7 separate regions of the Mus musculus genome follow, and all the other regions are linked to region 1. Evidence: chromatin contacts called from public Hi-C, HiChIP or PLAC-seq and promoter capture Hi-C data. All regions are on one chromosome and are shown on one strand. The core of a region is the stretch at or near the end of the contact, and the rest is flanking DNA. Distances in the headings are between cores, read along the strand shown.

Region 1 (3,247 bases), core at 542-3,041:
GATACATGCACGTGAATGCAGGTGTCAGTATAATGCAGAAGAGGGTATCAAATCCCCTAGAGCAAGATACAGGCAGCTGTGGGCCACCCATTTGACACAGTTGTTGGGACTGAATGCAAGAGTAGCAAGTGCTTCTAATTGCTGAGCTGTCTCTCAGCCCTCATTAAGCCTCATTTAATTCAAGAATTTTTATGGTTTTCAATCTTCGGGGACGAAAAAAGTTATTTCTAATATTTTCCCCTCCAATTTGATTGTGATTGTGTGTGTGTGTGTGTGTGTGTGTGTGTGTGTATGGGGTATCATTCCCCAGTGGTTATCCACGTTCCTTTTGGAGACAAGGTCTCCGTGGGACCTGAGGCTTGCTGATCAGGCTCCTTGGTCGGGGGTCCGGGGACCCAGCAGTCTGTGCTTGCCTACCACTGGGATTAGCAGTTTTCTGCAGGACTCCTGGGAACAGAACTGCTATTCACACTCACACTGCACCAACTCACAATATTCCCAACTCTCCTGCCTTTGTAAAACAGAGCTGGAAAATAGTCAATAGTCAATAAATGTTAATCTTCAGCAACTGTTTTGTTAACACATACATGAAGGTCCATATGTAGAACGGGAGCACGCTAAATTGTATAACAGCAATAAACACTTCCTGAGCATCTTCTAGCACAGAGCACTGGCTTACATAGTAGTATGCAAACGCTCCCATTAGAGGTCTTCTGCGTTTGGTTTAGTGAAGACTCCACTTCGGATGCCTTCCCTGTCTGTCGACCTTGGGAATTCTTAACCAACAGTTTCCCAACGTTAAGGGAAGAAAACGAGTAACTGGCATCTAAATTCATTTAGGAAAGGCCTCCCTTCCCAGATGAGAGGAAGTTTAGTAGCTAATAAGCAGCAAATGATACAGAAATGATACACTCAGAAAGATGGTATTTTTTTAAAAAAAAAGACTCCTCCGAGAAAAATGGACGTGACAATACAAAAAATTAAAAACACAAGATCTAGGGCTGTCAGTGCATGTCCCCTGAAACACACTAGGTTGTTGTGCTCTGGTGGTGGGAACATAGACTCCAGGCTGTTCAGGGCTACATTTTTTAGAATCTAACACCTCCCTGGCATCTCTTTAAACAGCAAGGCTGGCAACCACTCTCCCCAACCCGCAGGACCTCGTCCCCTCTCAGGGGAAAAACAGATTTGGTATGTAAACTGATCATTCGACATCGGAATCTAATTACTACCTTCAAATTACAATCAAAGATCAGAGGCCACCCTGACACCTTTTAGGGACAGTGACGTCAGTAAAGAGCCAGCAGCCCAAAGGTCAAAAAGGTCAAGATAGTTTTCCTCTGGAGGCCGCAAGCCCCAGTGAGCTCAGGATGCTAAACTAAGCAGAGAGGAGGCGGAGCTTCAAGCTTTTGAGTGGCGGCTCTCCTAGCCAATGGGAATGTCGCTCTCACAGCACGCGGAGGTCCTGCCCTCGCAGCACGCGGTACTCACTTTCCCCACTTCGGCGTTGCCCATGGAGATGACTTTGATGCGGAGGGACTTGGCGGGCTCCTTCCTCTTCGGCACGTTGGTCTCCATCGCCCTCGCTCTGCCGGGGCCGCGGGTTGTGGTGTCCTTACGCACCCAGCCAGCCTGGAGTCCCTCAGGCCTCCTCGCCCAATGACGGAGCCGCTGTGCTCGTCACCACCCTGGCTCCGCGGCTCGCCATCCCCACCGCTGCCTGGCCGCGGACGGACGAGGGCGGTTGGGAAGCGGCGAGCCGCGGAGGGCGAGCGGAGTCTCGCGATGACTGCGCGCCGTGACGTCATTGCGGGGCCCGGGAGGACTGGGTCTTGGGGTCCTGTTGGGCCAGTGCGGCCCGGTTGCAGGCGATTGGGGTTTCTTTGCCTGGCATCAAGATTGGTCTGTACATGGTGGCAGAAATAGAGCGGCTGTCACGGGGAGTTTTTGACATTTAGTGTAAGGCCCAGTCATGCCAAAGGCTTTTTTTTTCCTGGAATCTTCACCGATGGGTGCCTCTGCTGCCATCCTCCTCTCCGTCAGTACAGTGACTGCAGACTACAGTTTCTGCAGAGGACTGAGCCCAGGATCACAGTGGATTCTGCGGATGTCCCAGTCACCTAAAGATGGTATCCGAGCAAACGCACGCTTTAATTCTGGCACTCAGGAGGCAGAGGCAGGCGGATCTCTATGAGTTCAAGGCCAGGTGGAGCTATATTGTGCAATCCTGTTTCAAAATAAATATATAAAAACCTTTATGTATAAATTGTACATGTGTAGAAAGCTTTATGTAACTTATGCACATCCTCAGCCTACTTGTGTCATCTCACATTATCTGCCCCACTGTCTTAGGGTTACTGTTGCTGTGAAGAAACACCATAACCAAGGCAACTTGGGGAGAAAAGGGTTTAACTTGGCTTACACATCAAAAAAAATTTGGACAGGAGAGATAGGAAAGGAAGCTGGGGGCAGGAGCTGATGCAGAGGCTGTGGAGGAGTGCTGCCTAGTGGCTTGCTCCTCATGGCTCCGTTCAGCCTGCTTTCTTACAGAAGTGAGTTTCTTGGCTTCTACCCAAAACCCAAGAAAGCCAGCATAACTACTCAATACAAAGTAAATGCTATTACAATGTAAATATCATTCTTATGTAAATAGTTGTTAGTCTATATTGTTGTCCTTTAGGGAATAATCACACACAAAAAAGTATCTGTTTAGTACATAATCACCCCTCCCCTGATTATTCTTAATGGACGGTTGCTTCAATCTGCAGACAGCCTGCAAAGGCTTCATCGAAGAAGGTAGCATCAGATGAGAATTGGGAGTCTGACCCTGGTTCTGGAAAAGGACCTTGAACAAGACTCTTTCCTGGTTGAAAACCAGAGTTGCCTTTTGGAGCAGAGGCAGTGTGTGTGTGTGTGTGTGTGTGTGTGTTAATTTTCCCTCTCTGGCATCAGTCTAATGGCCCCCATCCTCAGGAGGAAGACTGGCTGGATAGTTCTTAAGGTTTGTCCAGCTCTGTGATGGTGTGGGATTCTCACAGCTGCCAACATCCAGGCTTAACCCAGAATCTTGTTCCCTTTCCCCTTACCTGACAAGATAAGGTAGATAAGGTAGAATCATAAATTTTACGATAACTTCTTATGGAAAGCAACTGTTAGAATGAAAGTCAGTCTGACAGACACACTATTCTTTTAGTCAATAATTTCAGTTACAGATGTAAACAGAGATTGACAAAGATGGCTGACAATT
Region 2 (3,247 bases), core at 498-2,997, 510 kb before region 1:
AGCATGCTGAGAATATGTAAAATGGTCGTTTTACTCCTTAATACACACACACACACACACACACACACACCTCTAAAATTTCTAAGATTATATAAAAAAATGTCCACTTTGTATAGGATAAAATGACCAAAATAAATTCTTGAAAAATTCTCTAAGTTTGGGCAAAAGGTGTGTGTTACTCTGTTTTTGTAAAAATGCATTTTTAAAGTACAAATCCAATCCCCTGAATGTACATATCTCCTCACACTCAGGAAATATCGGGATTTGAGCCTTTGGATATGTTGAACATTTTTTTAACTTCGTTAAATGGTTACCAGCATTACTTGGAACAGCAGCAGCACACCAGTCATAAGAATAACCGCCAACGTAATGGCAAGCACATAACTGAATTTTGCAGGCCTCCCATCAACTTGTATAAATGTTGTAGGCCATGTTTCTAGATTGCTTTTAGGTTTTAGCACTGGATGACAATACAGCAAACCGTGAAAGGGAAGTTAGCAATTTCTCAAAGGCTTAAGCACCTAGTTTGGCCTCCAGTCTGTACTACCTAAACTAAGCTAACAACACAAAATTCCAAGTGACACCTTGCGTCCCCTGAGGAAGTAGGAAACGCCGTGAAACAGACAAGAAGCACGGAGTACGGCAGTAATTTCTGTGTCAACTTGAATTCCTATTGTAAAGTAGCTGGGTCTATCCAAAATGTTCCTGTTCGTTATGAATGCAAGTTTCAAATGAGTGTATTTGCCACGGACAATCACTGAATAACACAGAGCATGACCAATACCTGCAAACAGTGTCTTTCAGCAGAATGAAACTTGCAGCCTCGGTTTACCTACTCACTATGCACTTGTAGGTGCCTCTTCTCCCTTAAATAAGCAGTGAACTTTGGCTACAGAGACTCCTCGCTGTGCTTCCTATATATACCCTAGAAATGCATAATGCAGAAGTCAGCGCTTAACAGTTCTCAACTTTAGCTGTTATAACGCGAGCAGTGGACGCCAAGCATCCGCCCACTGTCCTCTCGTGACTCCGGCTACTTTGACGCACCGGGATGCGGCTCACCTGACACTCTGCAGCAACCCTGACCAAGGAGGAAAAAGAAAAGAAAGGAAGAAAGAAAGAAAAGAAAAGTCAACTAAGCCAAAATAAAATAGGTCCCCAAGGCAACGCGCACCCAGCCCAGATGCCCCTAAGGAAAGCCCGGAACCCGGTCGCCACCAGCGATAGGCGGAGGCCGTCACCTGCCAAGCGAGGCCGCGGCAAGGGGCCCGGGCTTCCCGGCCTCTGAGAGGAGCGGCCCGCCCGCCCCGCGGCGGAGGCAGGAACCCCGGGGCCGGAGGTTTCCGCCCGGCACGGCCGTCCTCGGCCGGGGCCTAGGGCGGGGGCCGCACGCGCTTCCGAGGACTGAACCCGGCGGTGCGCGGCGCGCAGCCCCCTCTGCCCGGCCCGTGGAACCCCGGGGGCGGCGGCGGCCGCACCTGCCCCGCGCCCCTCGGCCGCGCCGACGGGCGGCTTCACCCACCTGGCGCCTCGCGCACGTCCCGGCGCGACCCCGCGCGCTCCTCGACACCGGCGCGTGGGCGCGGCCAAGCTCCGGGAAGACCCTGCCGTGCCGCGGCCGCCGCCGCCGGGTCAGTCGTCAGGCCGGCCGCAGCGAACCTGTTGCGCAGCCTGTCACGGCTGCTGGGCTCTCAGCCGGCGCCGCCTCAGCCCCACAACAACATGGCGGCCGCGGCCTCCGCAGGAAGCCGGGGGGCGGGGAGGCGAGCGACGGGCGGGCAGTGACGGCCCGCCCGCCTAGCCGCGGGACACCTACTCCTCACCGTGGGGAGCGTGACACTGCGTGGCGCTCCTCCTCGCCCCCGGAACCGTGGAAGGCGTGGGCCGAAATGCTTCTCCTCCCGCCAGGTCCCGAAGCTCCGCGGCTGACAGCCCTTCCAGGAGCTGCCAAGACCCCCCACCTGGCTCCTCCTCTTCGAGGTGACTTGCCGGGGACTGGGTGGGACATTTCCTGCCACAGGACCCTAAGGTTTTGGAAAGGGCCAAGAGATGTCCAGGACATCCCCGTTGGACCACACATGGAGCTTGCTGTCTCTCAAGCTGGAACCTTCTTATTCACTGAAGGTCTCTTCGTTAACATGTGAGCAAGCCTTTCCTGAGAATGGGGAAGTTAGAGGTGCAAAGGAGTTGCCTCCACCTTTGCTGCAGATCCTTCTCAAGGACTCTCCTTAAAGGATTTTACCACACCCAAGAGTTAGCTGTCCATTCACCATCACACACACACACACACACACAGAGAGAGAGAGAGAGAGAGAGAAAGAGAGAGAGACAGAGACACAGAGACAGAGACAGAGACAGAGACTGAGAAAAAGCATCCCTCTGTTCACACACAAGAGCAAGCTCATGACAGACAGGAAGACCGTCCCGGACTTTTCTGCTTGCAGAAGCTAAACATCCTTACCCATCTAATAGGAGAAACTCATACTTAGAACTTATTTCTATTCTGTGGTTTCCTCACTCAAATCACCATTCTTTATCTGCTGTTTGACAGAGGCAACAGCACCCCCTGGACAAAAAAAAAGCTTTCTTAAGGTTGAGGATGAGGAAATGATGGTCCCTAATGGGCAAAATGGGAGTGTAAGGTTTCCATGGAAGGAAGTGTACTGAGATGCAAAACTCATAACGTAAACTGGTGCGTGCCTGTAACCCCTGCACACAGAGAACGAGTCGCATCAGTCTGACTGCTGAGAAGGATTGTGAATTTGAGGTCAGTCTAGGCTATATAAAAATTGTTTTTTAAAAATCCCATAAATAAATGGATGTTTTCAAACATTAGTATCCCTATGATTTCAATTGAAATGTGAGAGATATGTGTAGATCAGATGACCCCAGGCTTCACTGACCCCTGTTGGGGCTGATGCAGATAGAAAGTCTGACTTGAAAGAGATTGCGGAGATGCTCAGGGCCAACTGAACTGGACAACCAACTCTTAGGAGGAATTTAGCAAACATTGATGGTGATAAACAGGGTTTTCTTGCTCTCACGGTGTTTTCTTAACTCTTCAATTAGCCCTTGGCTTGCATTTTGGTGTTCGGGACTTGGTAACATTCACCTTGCCTTCTTTCTGTTGAGGTTGCTGGATCCTTGAGAGGAGGGCGGTGGGACGCAGGTGCATTTAAAGGCCTCCCTTGAAGAAACTGCAGAGCTATCAGAAATTGGAGTTCTGTATGTCTGCCTGCAGTATCCC
Region 3 (3,247 bases), core at 460-2,959, 510 kb after region 1:
AGCTCCACTTAAGTCTGCTAAAAATCCTCAGAGAACACATAAAAGGTCAAGTTTTACTTTGGCAAGCAAAGTAATCCAACAGGCACTGCAAGCGAGGGAAAGGAAGCAGCAGCCTGGGACTGGAGAGTCCAGGCAAGGTGGAGGACAGAAGTCCAGCCCTTACAGAACTAAAGAGACAGAAAGAAGCATTCTCTCCCTTCAGAACCAAGATCCGAGAGGCAGGACAGAAATTATAAAGTGTTCTCTAAGCAAAAGCACCCTCCCATCCTCCTCAAACGACCAGAAAAAAGCCAAAGAGAGAAAAGACCAGAGCACCACCCAGAGATTAAGCTCCTGGTGCACAACATGCAAGAACCACGTGGATGAAGAAGAGTGGCCACAGGCCACCGGAGTCTGCCACCTAAGCCACTGTTTTAACCTACCAGTGCCTGGGTTACCTGAAGAGGCAAAAAGAGAATCCGAGGACCAAAGGAAGTCCAGCGATCATCCCTAACTCTACAGAGACTGACACTCAAGCCCCTGCTTCCTCCATCCATTCTGCAGTGGGCATCCACTGTAGGGCTGCTGGGATCCAGGCCACATCCGGAGGACTGAACAGAAAACAGGCACGGAGCTTAATTCTAGCTGGGAAGGCAAGATTCTTCTTCCAGATTTCTTCTCCCCCTCCCCACCCCTCTTTTAAATGTCAGTAAGATCCTTCAAATCTCTTCTCAATAGTTCCCACCAGCTTTCCTCAACTATCTTACTTTCTCCACAAACCAAGCAACTTACGGCTCCAGTTTCCCAGGGCTGGGAAAATCCTAAAGGGACCTGAAGTGAACAGAACAGGAAACATGAAATAGAGCACTTTACATTTTGTGTGCATACTTTCACAGCCGAACTGTCAGCACTTCAACAGCAAAAGATGGCTGAGAGTGATAAAGTCGTGACCCAGGCGCTGACCGCGGTTCTCTCCTGCTCCGTAGCTAATCAATAAACGCTTGCAGAGAATGCTGGAAGGTCTCCCTGATTCCCTAAGGCCTGGCACAGAAATTTAACAGCAAGCATTCGTCAGCTGCATCCTCCCTCTTCTCCGGACACTGTGCCCAACAGGGGTGACCTGGGTGGACAGGTTCGTCTACCGGGAGCCTCGGGGGACACTGAGAGGTGATCTGGAATGAATTCCCTTCCCTCTGCCAGGGCCTGCCTACCTCACCTGCCCTCTGCCAGGACCTGCCGCCTTCGCCCCCTTCAGCACCTAACGCGGAGCCTCCTCCCCGCCAGCCGGGCTCAGGATGCATCAGCAGCGCGCGCAGCCCGGCTCTGCGCTCCGCGGGCCCCCGCGCGCGCGGGTGACCGGAGAGCCCTCCCCGGCCCGGCGTGCTGTCTCCCAAGGGTCGCCGCTCCAGGGCCGCGCACTCCGCCACCCCGCAGCCCTCCTTCTCGCTCCTCCAGCCCCGGCGGACTCCCCACCTGGCTCGCTTCCCGGCCGGAGCTGAGGGGCCGTCGCGTGGCTCTCCGGCGGCCGCAGCCTCCTCCAACCCGGCCCCCTCGGCTGAGGCGGCTGAAGCAGCAAGCAGCGACTGAGGCGGCGGCGCCCACTCAGGCCCCGGAGCCGCCCCCGCGGCGAACGGAACGGCGCCGGCTCGCGCCGCTTCCCCGCCCGGCACGCGCAGCGAGCCCGCCCCCGGCGCGAGGGCGCGAGGGCGCGAGGGCGAGGGCGGGTGCGCGCGGAGGGCGGGCGCGCGGAGGGGCGGGGCTTCCGCCGCGAGAGGGGGCGGGGAGGCGGCCGAGTGCCCTCCCGCGGGTTCGCGCGCCCCCTCCGGGCCTCTGCTGTGCGCCGGCCGCGGAGGTGGAGGTGGACTTGCCCTTCCACTCCACAGGTAGCTGCCGGGCGGCTGCGTGCTGCGCCGACGTGACTGCACCTTAAGGAATGCGAAGAAACACCCGGTGAATCATTGCCTCGAGCGCGGGTCCTCCCCCGAGTGACTTTCCACATTGCCTCAGCAGGCTCGCTGAGCCCTGACTCCGCGCCTGGTGCCCGATGGACACGATCCGGGTCACGGCCCCTGGTCCCCAAGAATGCATAACTTAGGGAGAAGAGCAGCCTTGCGAAGGACCGAGTCTGGTCCCCTGCGCAAAGCCAAGCCACAGCCGGATGCGGTGAGAGGATGAAGGAGAGACATTACTTTCCGCTTAGTTGTTCAGTAGTTCCTAAAAGTGGGACTATTTAGACATTAAACAGCTTGAGCAACGGAGCAGGGGCGACAAAGCTTCATTTATTTATCTAGCATCTATTTATTTATTTATTCATTACCAACTCTTTTTTTTTTTTTTTTGGTTTTGGTTTTTCGAGACAGGGTTTCTCTGTGTAGCCCTGACTGTCCTGGAACTCACTTTGTAGACCAGGCTGGCCTCGAACTCAGAAATCCGCCTGACTCTGCCTCCCTAGTGCTGGGATTAAAGGCGTGCGCCACTACCCCCCCCCCCCCCCCCCGCTTCATATCATTTTTTTAAAGGACTTTATTTTATGTGTATGAGTGTTTGGGCTGCAATGTGTGTGCACCCTGTGAGTGCCACCCCGAGGCCAGAAGAGTGTGAAATGACACCTGGATGCTGGGGAATCAAACCCAGGTCCTCTGATAACATAGCAAGTGCTCTTAACTACTTAGCTATCTCTCCAGCCCCTCATATTGCCATTTTTTATAGAAGCTTTTCCAAACTCTCTAGGGACATCAAAGTCTTCTTTTAATGGCTCAAAAGATAAATGTTTTCCCTCAACTTTAAGACAGCGGCATGATCCATTAGACTTTTGGTGCGTGTGGATGTGCACATGTTAAGGAAAGCAGCAGTAGGCCTGTGTGCTTTAGGGATGCTTTTTGAAGCCTTCTGGCACCTTATGGAAAGGCAGATCATGCCACCTGCTTCAATCAGACTGGCAGCCTGCCTCTAGGACACCCTTTTCCTCCTCTTCTCACAATCTATTTTTAAATTCCCATGGTGAAGGCAGTGCTGTGCTGATAACTTAGAGTAAGTGAGGTTTTTTGTGTGAGAGGGGATACATTACTTTTCACACATGAATTGTGTGACTGTTTTGCATGTTTGGAAGAGTCTCACTGGTTGCTAGGTGGTGGCTGCTGTAACCATGTAAGGATCCTCAGACTATGTCAAGAGACCTTTAGTTTCTTACCATGTGTTGAGCTCCTACTATGGGGAAGGCATTGATGGGTAAAAACCTTGACTCTGTTGCAAAGAGGTAGAGTATGAA
Region 4 (3,247 bases), core at 491-2,990, 470 kb before region 1:
TAATGATTTCATAGATGAGTCAAAAATAAATTTTAAAAAATAGATTACATTTTAGTGAAAATTCTTCTTTACCACAAGCCCCTCAGATTTCACTGATTGTCATAGTTGAGACATGAGGACAAGTGTCAGCTGTGGAGGAGGGCTATCTTACTAATAAACTTATTTAGTAGCATTCCAAAGGAAATGATAAAAAGGCTCTAACTTGTTTTTTTTTTTCTTTTTGACCCTGAGATCAAATTCAAATAAATAGGATAACTGGGAAAACAGCTGCTGGAGAGGGGGCAGGAGACGGCGAGAGAAATGGGAGGTGAGGAGCTGGCTAGCCACAGTTCAGACTGTCTGAAGAAGCTCTGTGGCATCATCCACTGCTTTGTAAACTAATGTAACAGGCGTTTGAATGAGGGGGCCTTGCATGGATGGGTAACATTGTTCCCAGAAAGCTATGGCCTTTAAATTAAAATGCCAGGGCCCCCAAAACAATCCAGCTATTGACACTACTGGTTGCCCATGAGAACTAGACAGTAACCCCTACTGCTAAGAGCACACATATCTCGCCCATAGGATGGAGAGAAATCAAGCTGGGACTAAGCTAGAAGGTCCCTCCCTAGTAGCTAGCTTCTCAAGTGCTTGCAGATGCAAAATCTGGGTGACTGGGAAAGAAAAATCATAAGCAATCTTACTCAGCTGTAAGGCCTGCAATGTACAACTCACCAGGCAGGGTGTGCCAAACAGTATAATAATGGCATGGCTACTTAGAGGGTAACCAACCACTTTCTGCTTGCATTCTGGAGGCATTCCTGCATAATATTATAAAATTGATCAGTAAGACCATGGCTGGGGAGACCATAGGCCCTAACCAAGGAAACTGTGGCTGTTAATTTACTAAACAGGCCTACTGTGCCCATCAGACTACCTTTTCAATATTTAGGTTTTGTCCATGGAGTCGTGCTACTGTCAGCCTTGGTCAGGGAAGCTTGTTTTTGCAATAGGTGACAGTTACTTCAGAAACTCATGACTGGTCAAAGGGCTGAGAGTCAGATACGCTCAGGGATCAGCCCCAGTGAGACAGTGCCACCTCTGAGGCTCAGGGGACACCTCTGACGGAGGAGTGGAAAGAAAGGAGCCAGTCTTCTGAACTTGACACCCCCAGCATCGGTGCCTGCAAAAGACCACCAATGTTCCCACATGGGTAGGTGAAAGACGTACTAGATCCATTAGACCTATTGATGCTATAAGATGACCTGTTGATGGCATAAGAGAGACGTTTGCTTCTCTGGAGTAGGTAAGTTGCTGGTGTTCTGGTAATATATAACCCCTCACCGATGCTCATTCAAGCAACACTACTTAAAGGCAGTCAGACACATCAAACACAAAGGGGGACCTAGAAAAGAAAGGGGGAACGGGACAAGAGAAGACAATGAGGTAAAAATTCATTATATACATTTATGGAATTAGGAGAAATAATTAACTCTTAAAAGAAACACCTGTTCAATAATGAGTTGCTCCTTTGTTTTAGCTTTTACAAAGCAAGTATATAACCTCAAATTTTAACTGTGTGATTTTTTTTTTTAGTATGACGACCTCAAATAAAAAAATTGAGAAGATGTCACCTCAGGACTATTTGGGTTGAAAGTAACACAATGTGCAGCTAAAGATGGCTCGGCCCCACCCATAATGTGCCATTTCAGATGTCTAGAAGCACCGGGCTGGCTGGCTCTTCTCACCTTTCCTGTTGTTGTCACAAGATGGCGCCAATGCTCAAATTAGCGCCTCAGGGAGCCAAGAGGAAGGAGGAAAGGCGAGCAAAGGGGCTTTCTCTTAATTCTAAGTCTCCCTAAGTAGAAAGAAAAATGGAGGCTACCAGCAGAATTCACGGACAACTTCATTACACGTCCCTTTTTAGGGACAGAGAGAAAGAGGAGCGCCGTGGTTTACCAAGATCGTACAGCACTTCAGAGAAATTAAGACATTCATTTACATATTTAATGTTTTGTGTTTGCTGTTGTTTTAATCAAGAAAGGTGTGGAAAGAGCTTTTGGGTTAGGCTATGGGTAGTGCCTGCCAGAGGGGCTCACGTTGGATACCTGATCTCAAGCCAACGTGTGAGCCAAGGCCGATTCAGAAATGGTTTTTCTTCCTTTGATAATACTTACTTATTCTCTGCAGTGACTTAGAAAAATGATTGAACTAAATTCCCTGCCATCAGAGACTTGATGAATACTGAGATTAACAATAAAACTATTTTTAAAAGTCACTGCTTCGAAGCCAAACTTCTTACTCTAGCTCTCACCGGGTTGTACGAACCACCTCTAATTTACATATTACAGAAGAGAGAGAGCCTTACATGGAGAATAAATCATTTTCAAACTAGACATTCCATCCAGAACTGACAGTAGTTGGTTCTCAGCACGTCTTTTATGTCTGACATGCTTTTAGAAGAGTAATCATATTCCCAGTGACTCTCAGGATAAAATTTTCTTCATAAAGCTCATTTTATGGAGGTTTTTTTTTTTTTTTTTTTGTTCTGAAGAATAAAGCAATTATTCTTTCCTTTTGAAATTACATGTCAAATCCAGAAACATCAATTTCTTTAATATATTAACATGGAGTGATTGGGGTAATTCTCTCTTGTATCCTTTCCACTCTCCTTCGGGGTCCCTTGCTTGTTTTGGCAGACCCTCACTCCTACTAGATTTCCATTGCACACCAATTATCCCCGCTCCAGCTGCCCACAGACAGCTGTTCTTACTGCCCTCCACGAAGGCCCCCTCCTGTGGTAACCCTTGCTTCCCCAGGACGGCTACTTCGCCCAGGCTTTATGCCTGGCTTGGGCGCAGAACTTCTGCTCGGAGCAAAGCCTCTGCTCTGGTAAAGAGTTTCAAATGGAGCCGCTCAGAAGTGGCGGTGGGTGCTGGGATCTTGCACCACAACGTGTAGGACCTGCTAGAGTGTTCCCGAGGGGATATGAGCCCGCCAATCGCTATGGCGATGATGATAGTCTGAGAGCTGATAGTCTGGTAACATACTTTCTTTTCTTTTCTTTCTTTCTTTTTTTTTTTTTTTTCGAGACAGGGTTTCTCTGTGTAGCCCTGGCTCTCCTGGAACTCACTCTGTAGACCAGGCTGGCCTCGAACTCAGAAATCCGCCTGCCTCTGCCTCCCAAGTGCTGGGATTAAAGGCGTGCGCCACCAACGCCCGGCTCTCCTTTTCTTTTCTTTTCTCTTCTTCTCTTTTCTCTTCTCTTCTT
Region 5 (3,247 bases), core at 548-3,047, 340 kb after region 1:
AACAATAGCCGGGTGTGGTGGCACACACCTTTAATCCCAGCACTTGGGAGGCAAAGGCAGGTGGATTTCTGGATTTCTAAGTTCGAGGGCAGCCTGGTCTACAAAGTGAGTTCCAGGACAGCCAGGGCTACACAGAGAAACCCTGTCTCAAAAACAAAACAAACAAAACAAAAAGTAAAACAACGTAAATCCTAGTACTTGGGAGGTAGAAGTAGGAGGATCATGAATTCAAGGTTACCCTTGGCTCCATACCAAGCCTGAAGCTAGCCTGAGGTACATGCGACAGTGTCTCAAAAACAACAACAAACTCCAACAACTTATCACCAAACACCAAAACACTGGTTATGTGTATGTTACAACACCAATGCTGTATAATGAAAAGCGATCTGTGATATACTGATACATGCAAACCTACATTTACCCTCAGCACTGGCTGGGGACCTTTAGCAACTTTAATGTGCCTCTTTTCTCATTTACAAAATCATATTAGGAATCATATCTATCCACTAGAATTGCCTTGAGTACCAGGTAAACACCCAGGCAGGGAGCTGGAGAGATGGCTCAGCAGTTAGAGCACCTGCTGCTCTTCTAGGAGGATTGGAGTTCAGCATCCACAATGAGCAGCTCGTATATGTAACTCAAGCTCCAGGGACTGATGTCTTCATCAAGAACAAATACAGACACACACACACATACAGACACACACACACACACACACACACACACACACACACACACACACAATGGATTACAGAATAAGCCAGTTACAGCCTAGACTACATAGCAAAGCCCTATGGAGTAGGGGGAGAAAGGTTTAATACTGGAGAATGAGGACCCCATTTGGGAATGAAGAGTGGATCCACTTAATGTTGCAGCCCTTCTAATCCTAAGAGAGATGGTGCATCTCACAGTAGTATCCTTTCAGGCTTAGGGGTCTCACACAGCTGGCAGCTACCGGATACAAGATCCCTTTAGTTGGATTGGATAGACAATACACATCCAAGGCAAGTCAACAGTCAGCCGGATGTAGCCCAGTATGCATTTCTGCAGCCTCCTGAAAGAGAGACCAGTGGTTTTGACCTCTATGAATCTGACAGGAGGAGTCTACAGAGATGCCCCTGAGAGCACTACACTGTGCATCCCTGGGCGGTCTGCCCACAATCTAACCTCCTAGAGGGTAAGTGAAGGCTAAGGGTTATTAACCTCACCACAGAATCCAATAATACTGTTTAAGATGGTGCTTCCCAGGCTGACTGTAAATCAGAACGCTGTGAATTTCCTCCCTTTGTGTTTTTCCTTCAGTAAAGACAGCTGGGCCCTAAACCCAGAGGTTGTGGCTCAGTAGATCAGAAGCAAAGCCTCCATAGTTTAAAGTGCTTCATGTATGACCACATTATGCAGTGACTATTTTAGTGGGGCCTGCAGTCGCTACATGTATCCAAACCCCAGCTGAGATACCGTGGACCCCTAAAGGTTGAGAAATCATGAGGATGTTCCTGAGACAGTGTGCCTCAAGCAACCACGATGACGATGCTATGAAGGTTTGGTGTGGCTGTGGGGACAGCCTCTCGGAAATGTCTAAACCTGAGGCAGATTGACAATGGTAGTGCTGGCCTCCCCAGCTTACCTTTCCTGTAAAGAGTTTTAGGGTTTGTTTGTTTGTTTGTTGTTGTAGTTTGGTTTCTTTTCCTGTGAGAAACCCTTAAAAGAAAAATCCCGTCCGGTGCTCACGGGTTAAGGCTCGAGAAGCAAGAATCTGCCATCTCTGTTATGATTCAGCACACACTGCAGGGGTTTCCGGTTCCTTTTTTTAAAAAAGAAACTTAGGCACTCGAGGGAAACAAATGAGCCCTCCTGGCCCATCTGTGAGAGGTGCAGTGCTTTTCCTCAAGGGTCAGCGTGAGGCACTGCCTGGTCTGCTGGGCACCAAGCTGCTCAGTGTCTACAGGAGAGGCACTCACAGGGTATGCGTGCGCTGCAGGTACAAATGACTGAATGGTCCCTCTGTGGGAGAAGGTCTCTGAGAAAAATCGATTCGAAGCCTATCTAGCAGCCTATAAATAAGCTCGTGGTGCCCTACCCTCACTGGATGCAAAGCACTTGTCACAGGTCGATTAGAGGATTAGGTGCTCTGTGTTAGGTGAAGAGGAGTGCAGAGAGGCCTGATAGTTAGCAAAGTAAACCAAGATGAAAGGGACCCTTTCTGAGCTGCCATCACTTTCATGACAATTCAACATCAGGCAATGGAAACCAGCAGGTGCAAACATCCTTATCTGGGTTCATGGCAAAGGAGACCAGGACCCCAGGGTGAAAAGGCTTTGCCTCTTGTTTACAGAATTTTAAAGGGCCATGTAAGGTCAATGGGGCTATTTCAGAGCATTAAGCACACTTATTAGGATTCAGCCACAGTGCAGTACATCTCAACTCACTGACTCATGAATCTGAATTCTAAAATTACCTGACCAATTATGACCGGCCGAGGGCATGTGTAAGATTTAACCAGCTCTTCCATACTGCTCTGTATTTTTCCTAGTCTATTCCATTCCACAGCCTTCAGAGTTGCAGCATCTGAGTCACATATGTGATCTGATTGTCTGGGGAAAAGCAGCAGCCTTGGCATACCCCACCCGCCATGAACGAACCAACGAACGAACAAGAGACCTAACTGTCAAATCTGACATGCTGCTTCTGTCCCGCCTCACTCCTCTCCAGCACCAGCCTCTAAGCTCTGCCACTTCCACTTACAAGAGATGCCAGGGCTTGGGGGATGGACTGGTTCTTTGTTCCTGGTTAGTGTCTGAGAGTCCATGGTTTTGATTCTAGGTCATCCTTCCTTTCATTTTATTCTTTGCTTTTGCTTTTTGTTCAGTTCTTTCCTCCAGAACCTTAACCTTCAACAGTTAAATTATCAGTGCTTGAGAGATAAAAAGGGCATCCCTCATCCAGACGGGCCACTCAAAAAATGCAACGATGGGTGGTTATCTCTCAGGCCACAGGAAACAGGACTGTTCTGAATAATCAATTAGCTAAGATATGCAAAGCACTTAGAAGAATGACCTCCACCCAGTGCATATTCAGTAAGTGTAAGCCATTAGCACTACTCTTAGCAAGCATCCTACTGTGAGCTTTCCAGGCTTCAAGGTGTTTTCTCCTTTTCTTCTTAACATTTTAACTAGTTCTTTTCAGTGCAGCAACAACACTCAATTGTTCTTCCCTTTAAGGAATATTCTCAAGTTTTGTCAAAACC
Region 6 (3,247 bases), core at 206-2,705, 320 kb after region 1:
AACTGGCATCTGTTTGTTTCTACACCATGATGGGAAACTCAGGACCCATATATAACCTGTCTCACTGCAGAGACCTATGCGGTCTTCTAGGATTGCCAAGATTCTCTAAGTGAATCAACAGTATTGGGAGGGGGTAGTAGTGTGCATTTGGCTTTCAATCATGATTTTGTCTCTACCTGAATCACTGTTATATAGAAGCTAAGACGAACTTCTGGACTCAAAAGGGTAGAAGGCAAGGTGTTTATTTTTCTTGGTGCAAAGAAGAAAGCATATTGAATTTCTGGAACGAAGCACAACGTACTATGACTTACAATAAACTCAAAGAACAAAAAGAAAGTTGATATATAAAATCTTAGTTAAGAAAGTTCATACATTCTAAGACTAGAATTCTCCAGTCTTTTCCTGGGTTGGCTACCCCTATGTAAGATGGTCTCTCCATTGGGTCCCCAAAACCAATTCTCAGATAAATGGTCAGAAACCTCACTAAGAGAAAAGTGTCTCATGGACAGTACCAAATACTCAGGTTGCACATAAGAAACAAGACTAGATAGGACCTGGAGGACGTGGTTAAAAAGGTAAGGCTAGGTCAGTAAGAGGGTGAGAGCTCAAACCTACCAATCAGTGATAGTCTAGAATGCAACAAGGCGAACTGAAATTCCACTTCTATGATAATACCTTGTTCAGTAACACTCCTCCTGGAGCTGAAGAGATGGCTCTGTGTCTGAGAGCACAGGCCCCTCTTCTAGAGGAGCAGAGAGTATGGTGCTCAGCACCTCTGAGCCAGTGGTGATTCCAACCCATATCTGCCTGGCTAGATCAGCTGGAGTTTTAGCTGCACAGTTCTAGGTATCTAGAAGGTATTTCTCTGTAACATGGCCAAGAATATTACAGCCAAGACCACACCTAACCCAGAATAATCTCTTTCCACTGTTTTCTTGGCAGGGACATTTATTTTCCCAGATTCTGGGGTTCTAAATCTAGAATCCATGGCTTACTCTGTCTTGTCTTTGGCTGTTTTTTTGTTTTTGTTTTTTAATGATATCTGGATAGTAGGTAGCATTCTGGAAAGAGTGTGTGTTCGGGAGGATTTCTCTAGTCTAGTGTGTGTGAGTTTCCTAGGGAACATGGGGAACAGTTTTCATATCATATACACATTACAGTCAGGAAAGCAAAATACAGAAATACAGTATATGATGGAAATAAGATAGAAGAAAGCCTCTTAGCTTGTCTTTTATGGAATGATCAAAACAGAGGCATACCCCTCAGATCCAAGAATTATTTCTCCTTTCTAATCATTCTCACTAAAAACTTCCTGCCAGTGTTCACAGAGCTCTATGAGAACATAATTATATTTCCTCTTTTTACAAAATGAAACCAAAACCAAAACAAGGAACTGCTGGGGCCCTGCAGGGAGCATAGGAGCAAGAGGGATAAACATGCACTCTGGGTAGACGTCCACACGCCATCTGCAGGCCACTGGATCCAGCCGACAGCTGTGCGTGCAGAGACTGAGGCCCAGGGCAAAGGCTGTGGGGTTACCTTGAAGTACATCAATTCATCCACTCACCAAAAGCCAAGGTTTTGCAGACTTAGGAGGCAGGAGTGTAACTGAGGCTCAGGATGACAATGATCTGACTTCTATTTCCATATTTAAGGCATTGTGCCAACCAAGAAGTTACATTCCTACTAACCAGAAAATTATGTCCCTACTATTTGAGAATGGAATTTGTGTTCGTTTCTTTTGAATGCTCTAACAGACTGAGCATTAAACAGACTCTGATATATGTGGCAGAGCATTGCGAGTCAGAGTCAATGTAACTCCTGGCTGTGTTGGAAGTCGATCCAGGCTTCTGTTATGGGGTGAGAAACATGGGAGCTGTATGAGAGGAGCATAGAAATCCTTCATGGAAAGCTGGACCCCAGGCCATGGACACATACATGGACAGCTTAATTTTAATTGAGCCTTAAGAGATCCAGAAGTGCCGGGTGGTGGTGGCGCATGCCTTTAATCCCAGCACTTGGGAGGCAGAGGCAGAGAGGCAGAGGCAGAGAGGCAGAGGCAGAGAGGCAGAGAGGCAGAGAGGCAGAGGCAGGCAGATTTCTGAGTTCAAGGCCAGAGAGAGAGAGAGAGAGAGAGAGAGAGAGAGAGAGAGAGAGAGAGAGAGAGAGAGAGATAGATCCATATATCCAGAAGTGATATGATATGTTATACTGGGGGGAAATACACATCTGAGATGTCTCCTAAGGGAGCTGGGATGTTTAGTCCTTCCAGATCTGGAGTGATCTGGACTGTATCCAGATGAACATAGTCATTGCTGTCTGTCTGTCTGTCTGTCCGCCCGCCCGCCCGTCCGTCCGTCCATCCATCTATCTATCTATTCACCTATCTATTTATAGAAAGAGTCTATATTGTCCTGGGTGTCCTGGAACTTGCTCTGTAGACCAGGCTGGCCTCTAAATCACAGAGATTCACCACCTCTGCCTCCTCATTGCAGGGATTAAAAGTGTGTGCCACCACACAGAGCTGAAATTTGTTTTTCTGACTCCTTGTAAAGAGGATTTCTTCGTCACAACTCAGTCTCCTGAATGGATCTGCCTATTTCTTGAGAGTAGCTGGACCAGAATTGCTGCTACAGGCACGTGAACTGGTTATGTTCCTCACAATTAATACAATGATTAACTTGTGCAGTCTTCTTGCTAATGGTGGTTTTCCCTCAGCAAATATTTATTGAGTATCTGCAGTGCAGCAGGCTGGGTTAGAGACTGGAAACACAACAGTAAAGAGAGCTGGCAAGGTCCTTTAATTACAGACTCATGATGGTTGGGTCATGATTAACCCTAAATCAGCCAGTCTAGTGGAATGAGCTTCTTAAACTACGGGGTGAGTGAGCAGTCTGATCTGAAGAAGCCATGAGGAAAGAGAAGAAAAGAGAATGAGGGAAGAGAGACAGAAGGATTGCTAGGTAAGGTCACTCAAGGTGCTGAGAGAGTGGCTGGGGCTGAAGGCAAGGCCTCAATAAGGTGTGCTTATCTATTTATTCACTTATTTTCAGTGCTTGGGATGGAGTACAAGGCACTATATCATATATGCTAAGGATGGCAATACCTCTGACCTCTAGCATCAAACATTTTAAAGTAACAGTACTACTATCCACTGTTCTCAAGTTCTTGCAAAGTTAAAATAACTATAATATTGTGATATAACAAGTATGAATTTGGTCTTCTATCCTAGGTTCAGTCACAAAAG
Region 7 (3,247 bases), core at 235-2,734, 310 kb before region 1:
TGTGTGTGTGTGTGTATGTATATGTGTGTGTGTGTGTGTTTGTATATTCACACACATATACTTTTAAAATTGGTACATATAGAATAAAACTTCTGTCATTAACCAAATCATTTCTCATTAAAGTCATTCTGGACTTATTTTTTTATATGTTGAAGCAGAACTTGCTAGATTATGAAGAATCATGAAGATGAATTTTGGTGAGCTAATGGGAATGTTCATGGTAGCAATCACATGGGTGATTTTTTATGGTTACAACTCTTTGTTCTGTACATTTAAATTGGGTATGTTTATTGTGTAATAATTACTTAGATAACATTAAAATGGTGTGTGAAATCACACTTCTTCCAAATTTTCATTTTAAGAACTGAATTCCCAAGGAAGTAGTTTTCAGTTATCCATTACCAAATATGAAAGTAAGCATAAATCATGTAAGAGAGGCCAGAATCTATAAAGTCCAGGCTTTCATAGAACTGACTTTTTAGTGGAAGAGACAGATAAAGAATGTAAAATATGTAACTTCAGGTAATTGAGTCTTTTTTTTGTTTTTACTTTTTATTTATTTATTTTTTACTAGATATTTTCTTTATATACATTTCAAATGCTATCCCAAAAGTTCCCCATACCCTCCCTCCACCCCTACCCACCCACTCTCGCTTCTTGGCCCTGGCGTTCCCCTGTATTGGGGTATATAAAGTTTGCAATACCAAGGGGCCTCTCTTCCCAGTGATGGCCGACTAGGTCATATTCTGCTACATATGCAGCTAGAGACACGAGCTCTAGGGGTACTGGTTAGTTCATATTGTTGTTCCACCTATAGGGCTGCAGACTCCTTCAGCTCCTTGGGAGCTTATTCTAGCTTCTCCATTGGGGGCCCTGTGTTCCATCCAATAGCTGACCGTGAGCATCCACTTCTGTATTTGCCAGGCACTGGCATAGCCTCATACAAGACAGCTATAACAGGGTCCCTTCATCAAAATCTTGCTGGCATATGCAATAGTGTCTGGGTTTGGTGGCTGATTATGGGATGGAGCCCCGGGTGGGGTGGTCTCTGGATAGTCCATCCTTTCGTCTTAGCTCCAAACTTTGTCTCTGTAACTCCTTTCATGGGTATTTTGTTCCCTATTCTAAGGAGGAATGAAGTATCTACCCATCGGTCTTCCCTCTTCTTGATTTTCTTGTGTTTTGCAAGTTGGTAATTGAGTCTTATGAAGAACGAGAAACAGATTGGTGTGAGACCTGGTCGGTCCTTCCTTCAGGGAGCCTGGGAAGCCCGAGAGGCAGCGGAGCTCTGGCGCTCGGTCATGCTCCTTTCGTCTGAGGAGCACTGAGCTCACTGCAGTTAGAAGAGCCCTGGAACTTACAGTTATGGATTACACAGAATATGTAATATGGAAATGAAGAGAATGATGTAGCACAGCAGGGGAGGGGGCACTTTTGTAAAGGGAGGCAGGCAGGAAAAACAGTAGAGAATGACTCAGCACAGTGGGGTGTGGGGAGGATATAGTCCAGTTTTGTAAAGGGAAGCAGGTGGGAAACATGGCCCGTTCTCTTTCTTCTCCTTTTGGAACTTTGAAGACAAAAAAATGATGTATTTCTCTAATTGTTCTTCACTTCCTGTGGCTCCCATGATTATGTGTCTTTTCAGATTTGATTGTTTCTATTGATTTGTCTTCAAGTTCACTTTTCATTCTTCACGAATCTTCATTTGCTAATAAGTTAATCCTGTAAGCTTAATTTTGAATATTGTATTTTTACTTCTGAAATATCCATTTGTAACTATGTTCTGTTTCTTTGCTAAAGCTCTGTGTTTTCCATCTGCTTCAGCTGTGTTCATAGCTGTGTTCTGGACCACTTTCCTGTTGCTGCTGCTGCTGCTGCTCGCAGACCCTTCCCGGATCAGTCATGTATTTGCAGCAGCTTGGTAGCAGGATTTACTAATTTTCTCACCTATGTGGAGATTTTCCAGAAATGGTTTCATTCTTTCATAATGAGAATATTTTAAAGACAAATTAGGAAAATATGACTAAAGAAGAAAATAAAACCATTTGAGCTGTGTATGCTCAGTGTTTTTCTCTGTAAAGCAGAAATAATGCCAACAAGTTACTTATTGTAAAAATTTTTACATAGGAACATATGGGTTGAATATACAGCCCTAGCCAAAGAATATGACAGATGTTCAGAAAATATTTAATTTGCTTTTTTTCTGATCATGGCATTTTGAAATTATTACCTCAACAAAGTAGCATTTCAAGGGAAAAATCACTCTTTAAAGAAAATGCTAATATATCTCCCCTCCCCCACAGTTCTCTAAGTCATCTTCTTTAATATAGAGATCACCCTGTTTCTTGACCTTGGCTTAGCTTTTCTAGGTGAATAAACCCTTTGTTGTTAATGAGGAAAATGGACTGTGGTTGTACTCGTACCTTACAAAAGCATTAACTCCAAGGACATTCTATGTCTAAAAATGTAAATTGTGAATTCATAAAGCTTTAGGTAGAAAACAAACCTTCATAGCTTAAGGGTAGGACAGAGTTCTTAGACAAGAAACCAGCAGTGTGGTCTGTTAAAGAAGAGTGGCAGATTGAGCTTCATAAAAATTAAAAGCTTTTGCTACAAAAGACACCATTTTGAGAATGAAAGTACCATCTTCAGACTGAAAAGTATTTTCAAATGACATACCTAGTAAGGACTTGTATCAAACTCATGCAAAGAACTCTCAAACCTCTATAATAAAGAAACAGCCAATTTCAAAATGAACAAAATGGGGATTGTAGGAGATGGCTAAAAGTCAGTAAGTGCTTTTTTTTTTTTAGTTTTTTTTTCCGAGACAGGGTTTCTCTGTGTAGCCCTGGCTATCCTGGAACTCACTTTGTAGACCAGGCTGGCCTCGAACTCAGAAATCCGCCTGCCTGTGCCTCCCGAGTGCTGGGATTAAAGGCGTGCGCCACCACACCTGGCCAGTAAGTGCTTTCTATGTAAACATAAGGACTTGAATTTGGATCCCTAGCATCTATTTGAAAGATTGGGTGTTATAGTCCCAGTGCTGGACAGTGGAGGGAGAAGCATGCCTGGGACCTGCTGCGCAGGCAATTTAGGCAAATCATGTGCTTCTAGGTTCAGTGAGAGACTCTGCCTCAAAAAAATCAGAGGGTAATTGAGAGCTTGTTTGGAGGTTCTATCAGGGGAGCGCAGCTACTCATATGCCCTCAACCAAAGACAAGTTCTCTTCTATTGGGGAAGGTTGTCC

Evidence for each region. Promoter capture Hi-C pulls out the DNA fragments that hold promoters and counts their contacts. HiChIP or PLAC-seq counts read pairs in DNA pulled down with a chosen protein or histone mark. A called contact is a pair of places that touch in the nucleus more often than the background predicts.
Region 2: an H3K27ac HiChIP or PLAC-seq map of microglia shows a contact between it and region 1, with 6 times the contacts expected there. The contact joins the promoter of Itsn2 here to the promoter of Dnajc27 in region 1. A contact is called at or near these places in 7 of 39 promoter capture datasets (the 3T3-L1 cell line, cranial neural crest, frontonasal cranial neural crest and 3 more), 5 of 115 datasets of contacts at active chromatin or transcription factors (the NIH/3T3 cell line, astrocytes, effector CD8 T cells and 2 more) and 2 of 9 other capture datasets (adipose tissue and liver).
Region 3: a promoter capture Hi-C map of pre-B cells shows a contact between it and region 1, with 4 times the contacts expected there. The contact joins the promoter of Dtnb here to the promoter of Dnajc27 in region 1. A contact is called at or near these places in 16 of 39 promoter capture datasets (the 3T3-L1 cell line, 3T3-L1-derived adipocytes, the C10 cell line and 10 more), 4 of 484 Hi-C or Micro-C datasets (CD4 T cells, CD8 T cells, cerebral cortex and 1 more), 2 of 115 datasets of contacts at active chromatin or transcription factors (large pre-B cells and stem cell-derived neural progenitor cells) and 2 of 9 other capture datasets (adipose tissue and liver).
Region 4: an H3K4me3 HiChIP or PLAC-seq map of the SCID.adh cell line shows a contact between it and region 1, with 7 times the contacts expected there. The contact joins the enhancer-like site here to the promoter of Dnajc27 in region 1. A contact is called at or near these places in 10 of 39 promoter capture datasets (the 3T3-L1 cell line, 3T3-L1-derived adipocytes, the C10 cell line and 6 more), 2 of 15 datasets of contacts at CTCF or cohesin (the NIH/3T3 cell line and pro-B cells), 14 of 484 Hi-C or Micro-C datasets (B cells, the C10 cell line, the HL-1 cell line and 10 more), 19 of 115 datasets of contacts at active chromatin or transcription factors (the 230-238 cell line, the SCID.adh cell line, cardiomyocytes and 8 more) and 2 of 9 other capture datasets (adipose tissue and liver).
Region 5: a contact with region 1 is called in a CTCF HiChIP or PLAC-seq map of CD8 T cells, with 5 read pairs. The contact joins the enhancer-like site here to the promoter of Dnajc27 in region 1. A contact is called at or near these places in 10 of 39 promoter capture datasets (the 3T3-L1 cell line, the C10 cell line, the HPC-7 cell line and 5 more), 2 of 15 datasets of contacts at CTCF or cohesin (CD8 T cells and pro-B cells), 2 of 484 Hi-C or Micro-C datasets (pro-B cells and uterus) and 5 of 115 datasets of contacts at active chromatin or transcription factors (bone marrow-derived macrophages, large pre-B cells, memory CD8 T cells and 2 more).
Region 6: a Hi-C map of uterus shows a contact between it and region 1, with 8 times the contacts expected there. The contact joins the enhancer-like site here to the promoter of Dnajc27 in region 1. A contact is called at or near these places in 15 of 39 promoter capture datasets (the 3T3-L1 cell line, the C10 cell line, the HPC-7 cell line and 7 more), 1 of 15 datasets of contacts at CTCF or cohesin (pro-B cells), 6 of 484 Hi-C or Micro-C datasets (Sertoli cells, cortical neurons, ganglionic eminence and 3 more), 5 of 115 datasets of contacts at active chromatin or transcription factors (bone marrow-derived macrophages, embryonic stem cells, large pre-B cells and 2 more) and 3 of 9 other capture datasets (adipose tissue, embryonic stem cells and pancreatic islet).
Region 7: a contact with region 1 is called in a promoter capture Hi-C map of stem cell-derived epiblast-like cells, with 4 times the contacts expected there. The contact joins the enhancer-like site here to the promoter of Dnajc27 in region 1. A contact is called at or near these places in 3 of 39 promoter capture datasets (embryonic stem cells and stem cell-derived epiblast-like cells), 2 of 15 datasets of contacts at CTCF or cohesin (embryonic stem cells and pro-B cells), 5 of 484 Hi-C or Micro-C datasets (the C10 cell line, the HPC-7 cell line and embryonic stem cells), 4 of 115 datasets of contacts at active chromatin or transcription factors (embryonic stem cells and epiblast stem cells) and 1 of 9 other capture datasets (adipose tissue).

The regions. Positions count from the first base shown.
Region 1 is chr12:4,081,118-4,084,364 of GRCm38.p6, reverse strand. It overlaps Dnajc27 (DnaJ heat shock protein family (Hsp40) member C27), which reads right to left and starts at 1,791. Exons shown (of 7, transcript NM_153082.4): 1 at 1,492-1,791. The coding sequence starts at 1,578.
Region 2 is chr12:4,591,508-4,594,754 of GRCm38.p6, reverse strand. It overlaps Itsn2 (intersectin 2), which reads right to left and starts at 1,747. Exons shown (of 40, transcript NM_001198968.2): 1 at 1,523-1,747. It overlaps Gm3625 (predicted gene 3625), which reads left to right and starts at 1,024. Exons shown (of 1, transcript NR_169069.1): 1 at 1,024-3,247.
Region 3 is chr12:3,570,853-3,574,099 of GRCm38.p6, reverse strand. Dtnb (dystrobrevin, beta) reads right to left here and starts at 1,709. Exons shown (of 18, transcript NM_001162465.2): 1 at 1,453-1,709.
Region 4 is chr12:4,547,329-4,550,575 of GRCm38.p6, reverse strand. No RefSeq gene overlaps it. Among named protein-coding and RNA genes, the nearest start is that of Gm46332, 21 kb to the left of the region's middle. Within about 2 kb of position 1,740, at least 28 of the 459 cell types and tissues checked have an H3K27ac peak or open chromatin away from gene starts, as enhancers often do. A contact at or near this core is called in the P5424 cell line, the SCID.adh cell line, adipose tissue and 2 more, where this site is marked.
Region 5 is chr12:3,738,796-3,742,042 of GRCm38.p6, reverse strand. All of the region lies in intron 12 of Dtnb (dystrobrevin, beta), which reads right to left. Among named protein-coding and RNA genes, the nearest start is that of Dnmt3a, 67 kb to the left of the region's middle. Within about 2 kb of position 1,797, at least 127 of the 459 cell types and tissues checked have an H3K27ac peak or open chromatin away from gene starts, as enhancers often do. A contact at or near this core is called in CD8 T cells, the HPC-7 cell line, bone marrow-derived macrophages and 6 more, where this site is marked.
Region 6 is chr12:3,757,814-3,761,060 of GRCm38.p6, reverse strand. All of the region lies in intron 15 of Dtnb (dystrobrevin, beta), which reads right to left. Among named protein-coding and RNA genes, the nearest start is that of Dnmt3a, 48 kb to the left of the region's middle. Within about 2 kb of position 1,455, at least 112 of the 459 cell types and tissues checked have an H3K27ac peak or open chromatin away from gene starts, as enhancers often do. A contact at or near this core is called in the HPC-7 cell line, adipose tissue, bone marrow-derived macrophages and 6 more, where this site is marked.
Region 7 is chr12:4,394,613-4,397,859 of GRCm38.p6, reverse strand. The region is part of intron 2 of Ncoa1 (nuclear receptor coactivator 1); the gene reads left to right. Among named protein-coding and RNA genes, the nearest start is that of Gm51963, 63 kb to the left of the region's middle. Within about 2 kb of position 1,484, at least 10 of the 459 cell types and tissues checked have an H3K27ac peak or open chromatin away from gene starts, as enhancers often do. A contact at or near this core is called in stem cell-derived epiblast-like cells, where this site is marked.